2 separate regions of the Mus musculus genome follow, and region 2 is linked to region 1. The links are chromatin contacts, called in public promoter capture Hi-C maps. All regions are on one chromosome and are shown on one strand. The core of a region is the stretch at or near the end of the contact, and the rest is flanking DNA. Distances in the headings are between cores, read along the strand shown. Region 1 holds the start of Tmem123 (transmembrane protein 123). Region 2 holds the start of Pus3 (pseudouridine synthase 3).

Evidence for each region. Promoter capture Hi-C pulls out the DNA fragments that hold promoters and counts their contacts.
Region 2: a contact with region 1 is called in a promoter capture Hi-C map of frontonasal cranial neural crest. The contact joins the promoter of Pus3 here to the promoter of Tmem123 in region 1. A contact is called at or near these places in 3 of 39 promoter capture datasets (cranial neural crest, frontonasal cranial neural crest and pre-B cells).

The regions. Positions count from the first base shown.
Region 1 is chr9:7,762,009-7,766,341 of GRCm38.p6, reverse strand. Tmem123 (transmembrane protein 123) reads right to left here and starts at 2,265. Exons shown (of 5, transcript NM_133739.2): 1 at 2,030-2,265. The coding sequence starts at 2,120.
Region 2 is chr9:35,556,561-35,560,893 of GRCm38.p6, reverse strand. Pus3 (pseudouridine synthase 3) reads right to left here and starts at 2,334. Exons shown (of 5, transcript NM_023292.5): 1 at 2,161-2,334; 2 at 1,377-1,591. It overlaps Ddx25 (DEAD box helicase 25), which reads left to right and starts at 2,424. Exons shown (of 12, transcript NM_013932.4): 1 at 2,424-2,556; 2 at 3,143-3,209; 3 at 3,465-3,512; 4 at 3,993-4,128. The coding sequence starts at 2,494. Hyls1 (HYLS1, centriolar and ciliogenesis associated) reads left to right here. Exons shown (of 4, transcript NM_029762.1): 4 at 1-73.

The DNA.
Region 1 (4,333 bases), core at 1,016-3,515:
TATTCTGGTACTATGTAGACCAAGCTGGCCTGAAACTCATAGAGATCAACATGCATTGTCTCTGGAATGCTGGGATTAATGTATGCCACCATGTCAAGCAGAATAGTATTTTAAAAAGCCAAAAGTTCAATGGCATTATTTCCTCTTTTCTACAATACCCTGGACAGCAGGTGTGGCATGATGATGAAATGGTTGAGATTGGATTCTGCTCTGAAGTCAAAGGTGTAATACTTGTTTTACTTTAAATAAGTTAGCTTACTGCATGAAGTCTAGGATTTCTCAGCTATGAAAAGGAGATGGCTGGTAAGGTTTCTAAGGGTGATTTACAAACCTCAATTTAGCATAGTGGTGGTGGTGCGGAACAATGGCAGAAAATGAACCTGGAATATTAGCTATGTTTCAGAACACTGTTAAAAATCACCATGTATTGTAATGCCAATTGGACTAATTACATGCTGTACATAAAGACTACAAATATTAGTTATTTGGTTTTTTTGGCTTGCTGTTAAAATCTTTAGATATTGTCTCCTTTAAGTAGCCCTGGCTGGCCTTAAAAAGTGCCTCAGATTAGCCAGAGGCCTGGTCCTGACACTCCCTTAACAACACCTTCTTTTAGCACAGTTTGAAGGTATCTCTATAGAACTGAATTGGTTCTATTAGTTCATGAAATCATGGCATCAGAGCATTTCAGGTTTTCCAAATAGCACTAACCTCTCTAGTGAGACACTCACAATCAGAGCATAGTGAGAAAGTCCAACAGCAACAACAACAAAAATGTTTTGAGGGCAAAAGATAGAAAAGGGCACTCCACTTCAATCAGTAATTCGTGAGAGGAAAAAAATCTGTACACACAAGGCAAGCAGCTGGGTAGGATAAAGGCCTCCTCCCATAAGCAGTCTAATATTTGCTCTAAGACAGAGTCTCAACATTCTTTCCTTAACTGATCTCAGAAGTAGTCCTGCAATTCCAGTTTGTCACTGGTACAAGTCAAAAGAGCAAACATAAAACATAACCAATCGAAGTGAAGAAGCCCTGTAATCCCCGAAGTAGAGTTAGGCATATCAGAAGTTCAAGGTTATCTTCAGCCACATAGGGAGTTCAAAGCCAGTTAGGGCTTCATGGATACAAGAGATCCTGACTCTACAAAACACAGTGAAATTCAGCACAACAGAAATAGGGTTGTTTAATTCACCCAGATTATTCCAGCCAAAGCAGGTGTTGGGCCTAAATCATCTGCTTAAGTAAACTCACTGGTTATCCCTTCATAGATGAGACTGAAAAACACAACAGATGACTGAGCTGAAAATCACAAAGACTTTGGTCATTTAAAGTTTCTTATCCTAGTTTACTATTTCCCTAGCGACTGGACTCTAGTAGATGACAAGGGACAATAGAATTTTCACAAACTCAGAGTTCTTCTCAAAGTGTTCAAAACGTCAAGGTTTCGAAGAGAAACAAAATCCCCAACACAGAAGGCTGTCAACATCATCTTGTTATGACCTTAATGATGACGTCGTAGGCTCTGGACCACAGGGACCTCAAGGCTGCTGCGTATGCAGCAGTAGTGACTACAGTCCGAGCACAAGCCTCATCTGCGCAGGGGAACAAGGCGCGTACACCCAAGGTTCCCACTCAGCCGAACTGGCCCTGGAATCCAACTTGAATTCTGGGAGTACCTTCAGCAGGAAGCTGTGTGGGTAGACAATCAGACCTGTTTTTGCGGCAGTTAGCGAACAAATTTCAATCTACAGGTCTTGCTACCAGCCACAGAACTACAGTGAAGAGGACCAACTTGAGTCTTCGGCTGAAGGGCCATCCCAGGGAAACTCAGCAAGTTCTGCACACCACGCCGGCTTGCCGTCCCCAAGCAGGGGAGAGACGGAGTCTCGCTCCGCAGGTGGCCCGCGGGCGAAGAGGGAAATGAGGTTGGGGTGGGAGTCTACCGTGGACGCGTGGAACTTTCCACGCGGACGCCGAACATGGAGAGGCAGGCCGCCGCAGTGCGCTTCCTCTGCGCCTGCCAACTTACCCTGAGCGTCGGTCGGGTCCTGCGCCGCCCCTAGCAGCGCCAGCACCTGCAGCACGCCCAGCAGCAGCGCGGCCCGCGCGCACAGCGCCATTGTTCCCAGGGCCCCTGAGCGCCCGCAGCAACCGCCCGGCGCCCAGAGCTGCTCTCCGCGCACGCGACCGCTCCGCGTCCCCTTCCGCCCTTACCGCTCCCCTGCAGACGCCGCCGCCAGTCCCCCCAGTGACCAAATAGGGATAGGCCAGGCGGCCTGGGGCGGGGCCAGGGCGTGGTCGGCAAAGTCAGGAGGGGCGTGGCCCACAGGAGGCAGGGCGGGGAAGAGCTGCAGGGCCAAGAGAGGGAGTGGCTCTGAGAAAAGAGGAGAGCCGGGAGAGGGCGTGGCTTACAGAGGCGGGGCAAGGGGGACAGGCCTCAGACGGGAGGGGCGTGGCTCTCTGAACAGTACTGAGGAGCGGATAAGAGGCGGGGCTCTCGGAGGCGGATGAGGTCGTGGTTTTGGGAGTGGCGTGGTCCGGACTAAGTGCTACGACAGCTGTGGCTCTATCTCTGACTTTCAAGGGGTAGTCGTCTACCAGGACTTCCTGAAGACAGGCTTTATTTAGAAGTTTTCGGGTGGGATTGGCATGGTTGCGGCGCGGAGTAAGAGAGGGAGTCACAGACTGGATGATTGCAGCCTCTCAGAGGAGTGAAGGAAAGTCAGACTCAAAAAAGTTTCAAAGTAACCGTCATGATCTTGGTACTCCACTTGTGCCTCCTTTTTTCTACAACTGGAAAAACATGTAGAGTGGGCGGTGCAGTTTGCAGACCAGTTGGAAACTTAGCACCTATAACCTAGATCCCTGTCTTCTAGAGTTCGCTGTCCCGACTCAAAAACAGCCTGTTGTAGTCTAGTTTTTTGGCAAAATCCCTCGTAAGCCCTAGGGCCAATGCTGCATTTTGATTCCACTCAGAATTCTAAAATTATGTGTCTAGTACACATCACTCAACTAACGTGGAAGATGGACACAGCTTCCACAGGGTATTGCAGCTCTCTAACACCTGATCCAGGGCATTTCAAAGATAAGCCTAAAACTTTGTTATGAAAAATACTTTTCGACTTCCACAAAGCTTCTTTGTTATAGATGTGTGATGATCATGGATTAATTAGGCCCGTTTTCTCTACATTTACAAGACATATGAAACTGCAACCAGCCAACCTGAAAATACCAGCATCTACCACGGGCTTTAAAAAACAGCTGTGTGTTTAGGATTTGATGGTTCTATTTCTGAAGAATCTAGCCAAGTGCTTCCAGGCATGGACTAGGAAGGATCATTCTGTATTCAGAATGAATGCTTGCCCTGACTCCAGTTTTTGGAACCCAGTGCTCAGTGTGGTGATTTAAAGAGGCGGGGTATTGGAGAAGCGACTGAGCTAGAAGAACAGGGATCTCAACAGTGAAATAAGTGCCTCATGAAAGTGGCCTGAGACCAGGGGCCTTCAACAGACACCAGGTCAGTTGCTGGCATTACCTTTGACTTCCCAAGAAGAAATGTTTCAAGAATACTGATGTAATCTAACCTTACATGTTTACACAGTTCCCTAGCTGGTGTAGTAGCGAAAAACTGTAATTCCAGTACTTAGGAGACAGAGGCAGGAGGATTGCTGAAAATTCAAGGCTAATCTGAGCTATATAGCGAGTTCCAAGATGAGCTCATCCATAGTAAGACCCTGTCTCAACCAAACCGGTCAGGAATGGAGGCACAGTCCCTTAACTCTATCACTTGGGCGGCTGAAGGAGGATTGGAATTCGTGGTCATCTTTAGCTTTATAGCAAGTTTGAGGACAGCCTGAACTATATCAGACCCTAACTCAATAAACCAACCAGTCGATAAAACAAGCAAACATGTCCAAAATGAACAAAATAAAGCATGAAACTTCTCCTTGCTGGAATTTCTATGACTATTCGCAGTGTACAATTGTAGCCTCCCCCAGCCTGAAGCTGGCTGGTACAAACCTTGTCGCCACTGAGGTGGGGCCACCTGCGGTGCATCTTTCCGACTTGGCTTCTTTTGAAGTGACAACTGCCCTGCTCTTCTGCTACCTGCTGAGAGGCTGAACCTGTCTTCCTGAGAGATTCCTGAATAAGCAACAGCCTGGCGACAAAGTGCTGACTGAACGGCTCCAGGCACCAAGAGTGAACTGGCAGGGCCTTCCCCCTTATATGCACAGTCTCTTAGTAAACTCGCGGGCCTTGAACAGAAACGTGTCTTGGTCTCCATTAATTTCTCTCACAGTATAAGTCTCTTTCAGCCCCAGCCTGCCTCCCA
Region 2 (4,333 bases), core at 1,085-3,584, about 28 Mb before region 1:
GGTTTTGTTTTTTTTTTTTTTTTTTTTTCTTTTTTTAGGATTAAGCTAATCTATTAAAGAATTTTGGAAAATGAGGAGTTTGAACCTTGTTTTAAATACTTCCCAATATAAGAAGACCTTAGATCTAGGCTGTGATTCTCCCTCTGATCCAAAAAAGGTTTTGTTTGTACACAGCCTGACATGAAGACAGATACAAAAATGAACTAGACTGGGCATAGATCTTGAGAGTCCAGTAAGGAGTAGCTAAAAATCCGTTTTCTATTTCAAGCACTAAACTTAGGCCTGAAAGCAGAGTGCTTGTTCAAGAAGGAAAAACACTGAACCATGATCAGCACTGGCAATTACTAGCTGCTAAAACATTTTCTTACCATTTAATGCTATCGATAGAATACATTTACCCAGTTCCACCCATTGCTAGACACATCAAGAAGAAAAATAATCGGGACTCGACTTAGTACACTCACTCCACGAAAGTAAAAACTGCAAACTCAGTGGTGTATCAGAGCCAGAACTATGCCACAAATGCCTGGGAATACATAGTAAGTGGTACAAATATGTTGTAAATCAAACAGCCAGATTTGTCGTACATGTAGAGCACGGGGAATAGTTAAAACTCAAGTCTTAGGTGCAGGATTAAAAGTCTATCAGCTTTTCAAAACATTTGAGTGGGGACTTCAAAGTTCAAATAACAAAAATCAAAAGGTTTTTCAAGTGTTCCAGTTGACTAAGTATCCCTATAAGCATGAATTGGGCTAGGTAAATCCAGTCACCAGGCAGATTATTTTTAAAGTCATGACTCCCAAGACTCTTGGCCCAGTACTGTTTGCTCCAGCACACTAGGTTTATAAGTGAAATTCAGAAGGTTGGCAGATACAGTGTGGGGGTAACCAAATACCCACAAAGGGAATTCCTGGGCGCACCAAGCTTTCACCCTAAAATAGCACGCCCTAAATGTACGAAACTTCTTTAAATGTTTAAATGTATATGGCGAGGGTACACATTTCCTTTGTAATAAAGGGTTTGAGACGCGCTACGACCATTAATCAACTCTGAAAAGAATTGTGTAAAACAAAACCCAAAGTTTCCCGCCACCCCTTCCTTCCATAGCATAATTAATGGGCTTCCACTGTTCATATTTGAGCAATTTTGATGTAGTAGAGGCCCTCTAAACTAGTTACAGACTCTAAGCCCCGCCGATGGGATTTCCTAGCTGCTAGAAGTTCCAGGCACGACACGATATGCGTTGTCCTAAGTCCCATTTCATACACCAAGGCCTTCTTAAACACTTAAATACCAGGGCAGAAGGTAGCAGTTCAGCCTCCATCTGTTCATTCCTCTCTAGAACTCAAAGATGCCCAACTCAGAGTTTAACTCACCTTCCGGTCCTCAGTAGGCGGCCATGCGGCTAGCCGGAAGCTATGGCTTTCCGTCTTCAGTAAGCATGCGCGGCTTCACCAAGCGTGCGCCGACGGTTCTGGGAAATGTAGTTCGGAAGGCACGGTGTGGGCTTTTAGCCGAAGCCCACCGCATGCGCAGGTTTCTGATGCAGCTTCCTCTTTACCGCAAGCCAATACGAGAAATATAGTCTGGTCTAAAATGAGAAAAAAAGATTTTCAAATGCTGGCTATCCTATATGAAAACTAAGAGATTGAAGATCCTGTCCCAACATCGTTTAATTAACAGAAATTTAACCTTGAGAGTCGAAACATTTACTACTAGAATGTAAATGTAAGGGTTAAAGGGAAATGCTTTGACCTGAAAACACTGAAAGATTGCGACAGAACAGGGCCAAGGAATTCTGCTTCAGCACCACGGAGAGATCATGGCTCCAGTTTTGAGTTTCTGCTTTTGACAATTATAGAAATGTTGCCCCAAGTCTTAAAATTCCAGTCAGAAAACTGAAAATCCTGGTTCTTTGGTCCAAACTTAGCATAAGGTTGGACCAAAGAGCTACCCCAGAGCTGTGCAATACATGTCATAGATATAGATAGTGGTGGTCCAGATTGCTTTAAAAGGAGACCCCTCCTTAGAATAAAAATTAAAATATGCGTGTATGTGGGCACATCACAGGTATCCTGGACACATGTCCGCACTTGAGTTCTGTTTTCCTTCTGAACCTCTGGTCAAGCCCATCTCTCCCTCCACTGTGCAACCTCACACCTGGTGATGCCCAAGCGGGGCTGTCGGGAGAGATACCCGCACGAGAGCCTGCAGCGCGGTGTGTGTACCGCCTCCGTGCCCACTTTCTCTCTGCTGTGCGGATGGCCGGCTGGTCAAACGGAAAGCTCGCGGGTGTCCCGCACAGCTGCGCCCCGCACCTCTCTCCCTCCGCCCGCCCCGCGCCGGGCCCGCGCCTGCGCACTGCGCCGCGCCACGGGTGGTCGCGAGGCGGACGCCGGTCCCGGAGCCTGACCATTGGCCACTGAGCCGAGCCGGCGCTGCCCCGCGCGGGGGTGGCAGCACGTGCCAGGGGCGAGAGCGGAGACCGCAGCTATGGCGTCGTTACTTTGGGGAGGCGACGCCGGGGCGGCGGAGAGCGAGCGGCTGAACAGCCACGTAACTGCCGCTGAGCAGGGGAGGGCCCAGGGGCGGGGGCTAGAACAGGGACTCCCGAGGGAAGTCCCCTGGGAAGGGGAGCGCCCGGCCGGCGTTTAGAGCGGGGTGTCAAGTGATGGGGGGTGTCAAGTGATGGGGGGCTGGGCTGGAAAGGCCACAGAAAAGGAGACTCCCAGAAAGGACCGACCTTTGATTTGAAAGGGCAGAGACCCCCTCAGGAAATACAGAGAGAGTGCGCAGCTGCTAGTCCTATCTGTACTGAGTTTTCTCCTATCCTGGTTTTGACCATTTAGCAGGCTTCTCATCTTCATAGCCACCTTCCCCTTGTAGTTGTAAACCACCCATCACCCAGATGCTGCCCATATTCAAACTAAGAGCCCTTATAAAGAGAGACTATGGAAGCCCCCATTCTATTATATGAGAATTCATACAATTACACAGATTCTTATAATGAAATCATTAACCCTTAACATTGCAAAGGAAGCAGTTTGAGGTGGTCTTCCCTCCCCTTGCTGTAGGATAGCGCCATGCTTCTTGCTTGATGTCCTGCTTCCTAACCTTGGTTGAATTTTGTGCCTTTCAATAGTTTTCAAATCTCGTCCATCCCAGGAAGAACCTTCGTGGTATTAGGAGTACCACAGTCCCAAACATAGGTGAGTGTTGTTAGGCTAAAGCAAGACTGGCTTAATTAACACCTTTGCTTTCCCCATGTATCTGCCATGAAATAGCTTTGGCTTCCTTCCTCTCCACTGAAAATCCTCCACCTCCTCAGGCACATCGCTTTACTCTTGCAGGAGATGGCTCTGTTTGCATACACTGTAGCGTCTGTGAGACGTTCTGAGAATGCATTGTATGTTTCCACTCAACATTTTTCTTTATGCTTCTTATTTTCCCTTTTACCCTCATAGACGGCTCTCTTAACACGGAAGATGATGATGATGATGAAGACGATGTAGGTAGGAGACAAGCTCGACTGAATGTACCTATTAGCTCTGCTGCTTGGTTTACCATCGCTTTGACTGTGCTAAAAGGATTAATTTCCTTGGGAAAGCACTATCTTTGTTTTCTTTTTGAATGAATACTATGGGGGGGGAGTACTGAATTAGGAGGGGGGTGCATTCCTTTAGACTACGTTGAAATGAAAACTGCAAGGTGTAGATTAAGAATTTTCGGTTTGGCTAGGAAGATATTGCAATTAGATGTCGGTCTGCACGTGGTCAAGGGTTTGCACAACAGAGCATAAGAAACTGGGTCTTGGTAAAAGGAGGGAATCCTCGGTGCTGTGGCATTCCTTCTCGGACTTCCTTTTGTCAGGAAGATGAGAACAAGCTGCTGTTGGTTGATATGTACTGTTGCTCAGTAGGAGATAACAGTTAATTAGCTGTCATCCGGGAGGTTTGATGTCCTCTTGTGATTTTGCCTTTTTTTTTTTTTAGTGGATTTGGCAGCCAATTCACTCTTAAACAAGCTAATCCGTCAGTCCTTAATAGAATCCAGCCACCGAGTGGAAGTCTTACAGAAGGATCCCAGCTCTCCACTCTACTCGGTGAAAACCTTTGAAGAGCTACGGCTGTGAGTATCTTAGCTCTTAGTGTATGTGGATGCTTATGCAAGTAAACATTAACAGCCTACCATGCTAGTTACCCAAACCCATCAGCATCCCCCCTTCGTTTCCTAGCACGCCGTATTAAAGTAGATCCTATAGTTTTACATTGCAATTAAAACATATCTCAGGGAATACTCGGATACCTAAGTTGGCTAGGTATCCTGAGCACTT